Linked DNA regions of Mus musculus: region 1 is linked to region 2. Evidence: chromatin contacts called from public ChIA-PET data. All regions are on one chromosome and are shown on one strand. The core of a region is the stretch at or near the end of the contact, and the rest is flanking DNA. Distances in the headings are between cores, read along the strand shown.

What was found. ChIA-PET counts read pairs in DNA pulled down with a chosen protein or histone mark.
Region 1: a contact with region 2 is called in an RNA polymerase II ChIA-PET map of memory CD8 T cells, with 27 read pairs. The contact joins two enhancer-like sites. A contact is called at or near these places in 1 of 15 datasets of contacts at CTCF or cohesin (pro-B cells), 7 of 484 Hi-C or Micro-C datasets (the HL-1 cell line, the HPC-7 cell line, brown adipocytes and 2 more) and 1 of 115 datasets of contacts at active chromatin or transcription factors (memory CD8 T cells).

The regions. Positions count from the first base shown.
Region 1 is chr14:49,220,181-49,223,474 of GRCm38.p6, reverse strand. No RefSeq gene overlaps it. Among named protein-coding and RNA genes, the nearest start is that of ccdc198, 24 kb to the left of the region's middle. Within about 2 kb of position 1,509, at least 26 of the 459 cell types and tissues checked have an H3K27ac peak or open chromatin away from gene starts, as enhancers often do. A contact at or near this core is called in memory CD8 T cells, where this site is marked.
Region 2 is chr14:49,114,111-49,117,510 of GRCm38.p6, reverse strand. No RefSeq gene overlaps it. Among named protein-coding and RNA genes, the nearest start is that of Exoc5, 49 kb to the right of the region's middle. Within about 2 kb of position 1,715, at least 5 of the 459 cell types and tissues checked have an H3K27ac peak or open chromatin away from gene starts, as enhancers often do. A contact at or near this core is called in memory CD8 T cells, where this site is marked.

The DNA of each region.
Region 1 (3,294 bases), core at 260-2,759, 110 kb before region 2:
CTAGCTAAAGGGTAGCTGAATTTGGACTATTTGGTAGGATGTGCTTAAGGGAGTCGCTGATGTTGGGGTCCAGAAATCACATTACAACCAACCACACAGACACTGATCTTAGTAACACAAGGATAGTTTATTGAGCATATACCCCAGGACCAGTTGACCAGGGCTATGGTCCAGATTCACGAACTGAACCACGACTTTGATTCTACAGGGCTTTTATACCTAAAATCCACAAACATCTGTGCCATGTTATTCCACCAATCAGGATTTGGGGATAGGGAATTCCCTTAGAAACATGTCTTTGTCGTGCATTGATCCCGTTTCTATTGGTTGGGGTATTCAACTGTGGCAGGGGACTTGCCTCATCTAACCAGGATGTTAGTTACCTACAAACATGTCTTTTTCTACCAAGTAGAATGTCAGTTCCAACGGAGGTCTTGGGAACTTAAACTTACTGTAAGCTTAATTTTTTTTTCAAACCCTATTTTTAATAAGGGTTCCTAAATGCTTTAACTTCCATTCTAGCCCACCACCCACCTTCCAGGGGGAAATGGACCTGTTTAGAAGTAGTTTCCATTGCCAGGATCTCAGCAGTTCAGTTCACACAAATCAGCAATGGCTGCTTGATCCAGAAGCAGCAGCAAGGTTCTGATGCCTGCTGGTTAGTAGTAGTTCCGTGCGGCTATTTCAATCTCTAATTGTCAGGATACCAGTAGCAATGGTGACATGGCCTAGCAGAAACAGCCAGGCCTCCACCAAATTAGCACAAGTCAGCAAGATTGATCAGGACCAGCAGGGACACCAGGAAAAGTTCTCTGCCATGCTCTCAATGAAGTGAAGATGAAGCCTCGAGATCAACGAAGCACTGCAAAGCTAGCTATGCAATCTCTCCATTGAGTCCTATTTATACTCCTTCTGAACATCACATGTCCTCCCACAGGTCTTACTTCCCATGGGTCTTGCCTCAGCAAAACTTCTGATGAGTTTGCCTTAGTAAAACTCCAAGTGAGTCTGTATCAGCTGACATAACCAGAAACTTTCACTTCAGTTTGCCAATTGGCCTGAGTCCTTGGAAGCAGCAAGAAGCTGCCAGACCACCACCAGAAGTTTTTTGGTCTGTTTCTCTTGGTGGAGACATGACAAACAGTGACCAATAAACAATGGTAAAGCATACCAACACCACCCAGCATCACCACTGCCTGTTGGGTTGTATTATATTCCTTCTAAACATCATGTGTCCTTTCATGTGTCTGTTTTTACCTGTGTGCCCCAGCAAAACATCATTTGACATAACTGACTTTCCAAAGAAACCAGAAGTCTTCACTTCACTTTACTCTGTCACTACTCAAACTGGAAGTCTTAGTCCAAATAATTTATTTTATTGGTGCACATGTCTATCTTATGTTGGGATTCATCCCAGAGGCAGCTTATAAAGACAAATACCATAAAAACTTATACATAGGTGCAGGAAGTGGGTTGGGTGGTTGGTTCCTGTCAAAGCTTATTGTGGGTAACTATGCAAAACAGTTCTGACATCTATCATGATTGGTTTCCAAGGGCACAGAACGTAACAGAAAATATAGTCAATCTTGGCATAGAAAGTTTCCTAGTAACAGCAGAAACATAAGAGAAAGTTTCTGTATAATGGCAGACTCGCCAGGTCACTGTTACCTAGGCCTTAACATTTTACCTAGGCTTTAACATTCCATCTAGGCCTTAATATTTTATGTAGACCCTAACAGCTACAACTTGCAGTTACATATTGTTGAATGATGAACAAACAAACGTCAGTCATCCATTGGTAATGAGCTCACCTAGACATATGACAGCAATGTGCAAGAGTAATAAAGAAGTTGTCTGGGAGCCAGTGAAATGTCTCTGCAGGTTAAAAGCACTTGTGCCATCGAGCCTAATGACCAGAGTTCAACCCCTATGACCTACACTCAAAAAGTCCAGCAAAGTGGTTTGTATTTGTTAACACAACACTGGGGAGGCAGAGACAGCAAGTTCCATTCTAAGCATGGCCAGCCTAGTCTACACACACAGAGAGAGAGAGAGACAGAGACAGAGACAAAGACAGAAAGACAGAAAGACAGAGACAGAGAGAAACTATAAACTGTCACTACCACTAAACTAAAAGCCAATAAGACAAAGAAAAATCTAATCATTTTTTAAATCCAGCGGGGGGGGGGGCTAATAAAACTAAGAAATTCAAACAATAAGGTCCCAGATTCAAGCCTAATGGTACCAAAAACCATACTAAAGGTAAGTAGTTAATAACATGGTTTAAATTTGGAGATGGGAGACTGGAGAGGAGCCAGAAGCACCTCTATACTCTTTTCAAGAAGCACATTCTAAACAAAGATACGGGTCATCTGGAGGTAAAGGAATAAGACAAGATACACCAAAAAAACAAAACAAAAGAAAAGAATTTTTAAAAAAAACCTTGGCATGATCATGGTAGTGTTAGAAAAATAGACGTAAGGGCCTGTAACAGGAATACTTCCCATTAGGAGCTAGAGTATGCAATCTTTCAATTTAGCAAGAACAAAAGTACTTAATATTTCACACCTCACCAATATGAAATGGATTCCCATAAGGAATCTGATAGCCATGACAGTACACACCCCACCTTTGTGAGGGTGGAATTGAGCACTTTGGTGGAGTCAGAAGTTTCTCAAAGAAGGGTTTCAAGGATTTAGTATGAACAGATGTCCGTGAGCATAAGGAACCAGCTCCCTGACACTCCACACATCTATAAAGCATGGCAGTGGTATGACTCTATCCAAGAGTGATGGTCAACAATCCAGAGCCTAAAGGGGCTCTAAAGTACTTGTTTGCTTCAAGAAAACATTTAATTTTGCCCCAGAATTTATCAGAGAAAAGCCTCAAAATCTGGGAGCTCCAGAAACGAAGAAAAAGATATTGGCATCAAATCCAGGCTCACAGCAAAGAAGAACGGGATGTTTATGGTGTTCTGTTCTCTGAATCCCTTACTGAAAGGTCTTGTACTCTTCAACAGTTCTAGGACTGGGATGGGGCTCAGTGATAAAGTACTTGCCTAGTATGCACAAGTGCCCCCCAACACACACATACAATTAGTCCCCACCGCTAAAGCCACACCAAATGCAATCCAAACCATCTCACACAGACGTCATGTAAATATGGAACAGCTAACCACAGATTACCGGAAGTGGAGAATTTAAGAACCTGGTAGTCCACTCTCTGTTCCCCCCACAATGGGAGGAACAGAGATAACACAGTCCTCATATGTGACCAATTTTTATTCATATTGAT
Region 2 (3,400 bases), core at 466-2,965:
AACATAATAATATTTTATTTTTCCTCCCTCACTAAAATTTTTACATCCCATCATAAATTTAAGACCACATGAGTTGAGTTGAGTCCCATATTTTTATGTACAGATTAAATGTATTTTTTTGAGAAAAAAAGATAAAATTAACTTTGAGTTCATATTTATATAGCATAAATATCATGTGAGTTTAACTTCTTTTTGAGTTCTACTATTAGCCAATACTAAAGGTACAAATATATTTTTAAGATTAAAAATGACAGTGCCTGTTTGCACACTGAAAGACTTGATCTTCTTAATAATAGACTAAAACTGTTAATTATTTTACATATGTTGATGGGGTCCCTGATACTAAGGTGTTTAATATCACTGACTCTGTCTCTTGGAATATGTGTTTAACATTTTAGGTAGCTTATGTATGGTTACCTACTATTTCTAAGAGTATTGTGGTGTATGTGTGTGTAATATATATTAGGTATGCAATATATTATATATACATACATACATATATATGTAACTCTAAATGTATTTTACAACATTCTTTTATTCTACAGTTATTTTAAAGATAGTTTACATTGTAGCGAGGATATTTGAGACCAGGTCTGTTTCACAGTTCTGATAGATTTCAGGAAAGTGGAGCAGGGATGCATGCATCATTGTGAGAACAGTCATGCTGCCCGTGAGGCTTGCCATCTTTATGGATTTAGGTGATGGGACATTGGCTGGGTTTGAAGAAGTCCGTGCTTGTGTTTGAAGCTGATCTTCATATGAAGAATTTGCACAGGCTGGTGAGCATAGGCTGGTCTTCATTACTTTTCTATTGCTCTGATAAAGCACCTCGGTCGAGGCCATTGACAGAAGACAGAATTTATTTGGGTTTATCGCACCACAGTGACAGGAGTCCACGATGGGAGAGCAGGGGCGGTTGGAGCTGGAAGCTGGGAGCTTACACTTTGAATCACAAGCAGGAAGTAGACAGTTCACACTGATGGTGGCACCTGCCTTTGAAACCTCAAAGCCCAAAAAGCATAGAAAAGGCAAAGAGACCTTGCAGGCATTAGCTAATGCCCAGAAACTGCTTGAAGAACTCTAGGAAGAACGCCTGTCAGAGAGGACTTTCTCAGAAAAAGGCCCTCTCAACTCTAAATCAGAGAAGTAGAGACACTACTGATGCGGAGGAAACAAGGCCACATGTCCAAACCCTCACAAACAGCACCACTAACTGGGTACCAAGTATTCCAATACCAAGACTAGGGAGGACATTCTGGCTCAAAACCACTACAGGCTGGAACTGTGGAGATTATATATATATATGGAGAGAGAGAGAGAGAGGGAGAGAGAGAGAGAGAGAGAGAGAGAGAGAGAGAGAGAGAGAGGGAGAGAGAGAGAGAGAGAGAGAGAGTCTAAAACTCTGGTCATCAGGCTTGTCTGAGCCATCTCACCAGCCCCTAATCCGACAATGGCATACATGTATACAACATATCTTGATCATGTTTACTTCCCACCCCCCCAGGCACTCCCAACACAACTCCCACATTCATGGCCTCTTCTTTATCCACATAACCCACCGAGTCCAATAGTGCATGTGTGTATCGTGTGGAGCCATTACCAACCTACCAGCAGCCACACCCCCAAAGGAAAGAAACGTGTACCCTCCTCCAGTGACCAGCGATTGACAATGGCTCCTCAGCTAGGGGTGAGGACTCACGAGCCCCTCCCCTGACCACGATAGAATGTTGACGGCCTTGATCCTGTGTGGGTTACCACAGTGGCTGCAAGTTCATGTGTGCGACAGCCACATCCTGTCCTCTGGACTCAGGATTTCATCCTTTTCCCTCCCCTCATCCTCTAACTCTTATCTTCTTACATCCTTTCTGCACCTCCTCTAAGATGTCAGAACTCTGGTTTTGACATGACCTAGTGTGACGTCATCTTTAAGTACTGTTGTTCTGGGATTCCTCTTGCCTTCTGAGTGTGTGCAATATGTATCTTCCGATCAGCTTCCCTTTCTGTTCTTCTCGGATGAAGGACTTTCTACACTGGTTTCATGAAAATTGACACATACAAGCAAATTTGGGGTCCTTGAATCTCAACATCTGTAACTCAAACGGTATTTCAACTGAAGTCAGAACTCTAAAACTCCTGTTATCTTCTCACACTTTTTCTGACTTCCTGTGACCCCCTGGCCCCCAAGAAATGTGAAGTAGTTTTGAGATTTGAGTGTTTATATCTAGCCTATTTTACCTCTTTGCAAATTTAAAGATCTTTCCATTGTATTCTGAGTTCTGAAATGACAACATGTTTATGAGCCTGGTATATTTTATCTGTTGTGTTGGACACAGCCAGGGCCTTTTGAAATGGAAAACTCTTCATTAGTTTAGAAAATCATCGTGAAATTTTAAAAAAAAAAGTATATTATGTATTCCAGGCTTGCTTGGAACCCGCTACATAGCCAAGGTTGGCTAGAAAGTCATGACAGTCCTGCCTTCCCTTTCCCAAGCGCTGCCACACCCAGCTCTCACGAAGGCTTTTCCTGTTGGTGGCCACCCCTCCATTCCTCTGTCACAGTATCATGCTGGCATTGGATTGGCTGTCTTTCCTCTATAATATGTTGTGATTACTATCCCAGCCCCCCTTCTCTCTCTCTCTCTCTCTCTCTCTCTCTGACATTATCTGGCTATGTGGTCTACACTGGCCTTGAGTTCTCAGTCCTTTGGCCTCTACTTTCACAAGAGCTGGGACTAGAGAGGCACGGACTAACGGGGGGCGGGAGGGGGTCCACAGTGCTCTGATTTCAGAAGGGTCAAGGGTCAAGTTTTCTTCCACTGTACTTCTTGGGCTTTTCCTTTAGATTCTGATTTTTTTTTTTTACATATTTTTTAAACATTTTTCAGAATGCCTATGTTAATTAGACTTCCCATTTCAGGAACTTTGGTCTAATGCAGATTTTCTGAGAAATAATTCCATTTCTCCTTTCTCATTTCCCTCTATGGTCTTTATTTCTTCCAAGTTGAAACTTGTTGAGGTTTTTGTCTGAGTATTCATTTGTTTTGAAGTGGTTTTCCTTTTTTTAAAGCTTTTTTGAGACGGAGTTGGGAGTTTTTCTCAGACAGTTAAGATTTCTTGGTGTCTTGCCTGTTTTAGAGTAGTTCACTTAGAAGCTTGAAAGGTTCTATGCTTTGCACGAGGAGCAGGTTCGCTGTCTGCAGGTCTCACTATAGAGTGCCTGGCCTGGCCTTAGTACTCCTAGTGGCTGGCCTGGGAGCTCAGTACTCCTAGGTGTTTCCTCTAGGCTGCTTTAGGTTGTCAGAGAAGAAACTTTGTAGCTGCTGAGTGGAGTAGACTGCACTGTCTGCTTCCAGGAGCCAAGCACAAGAAGGAGGATGGCAGGTGCAGAAGAGCATGCATC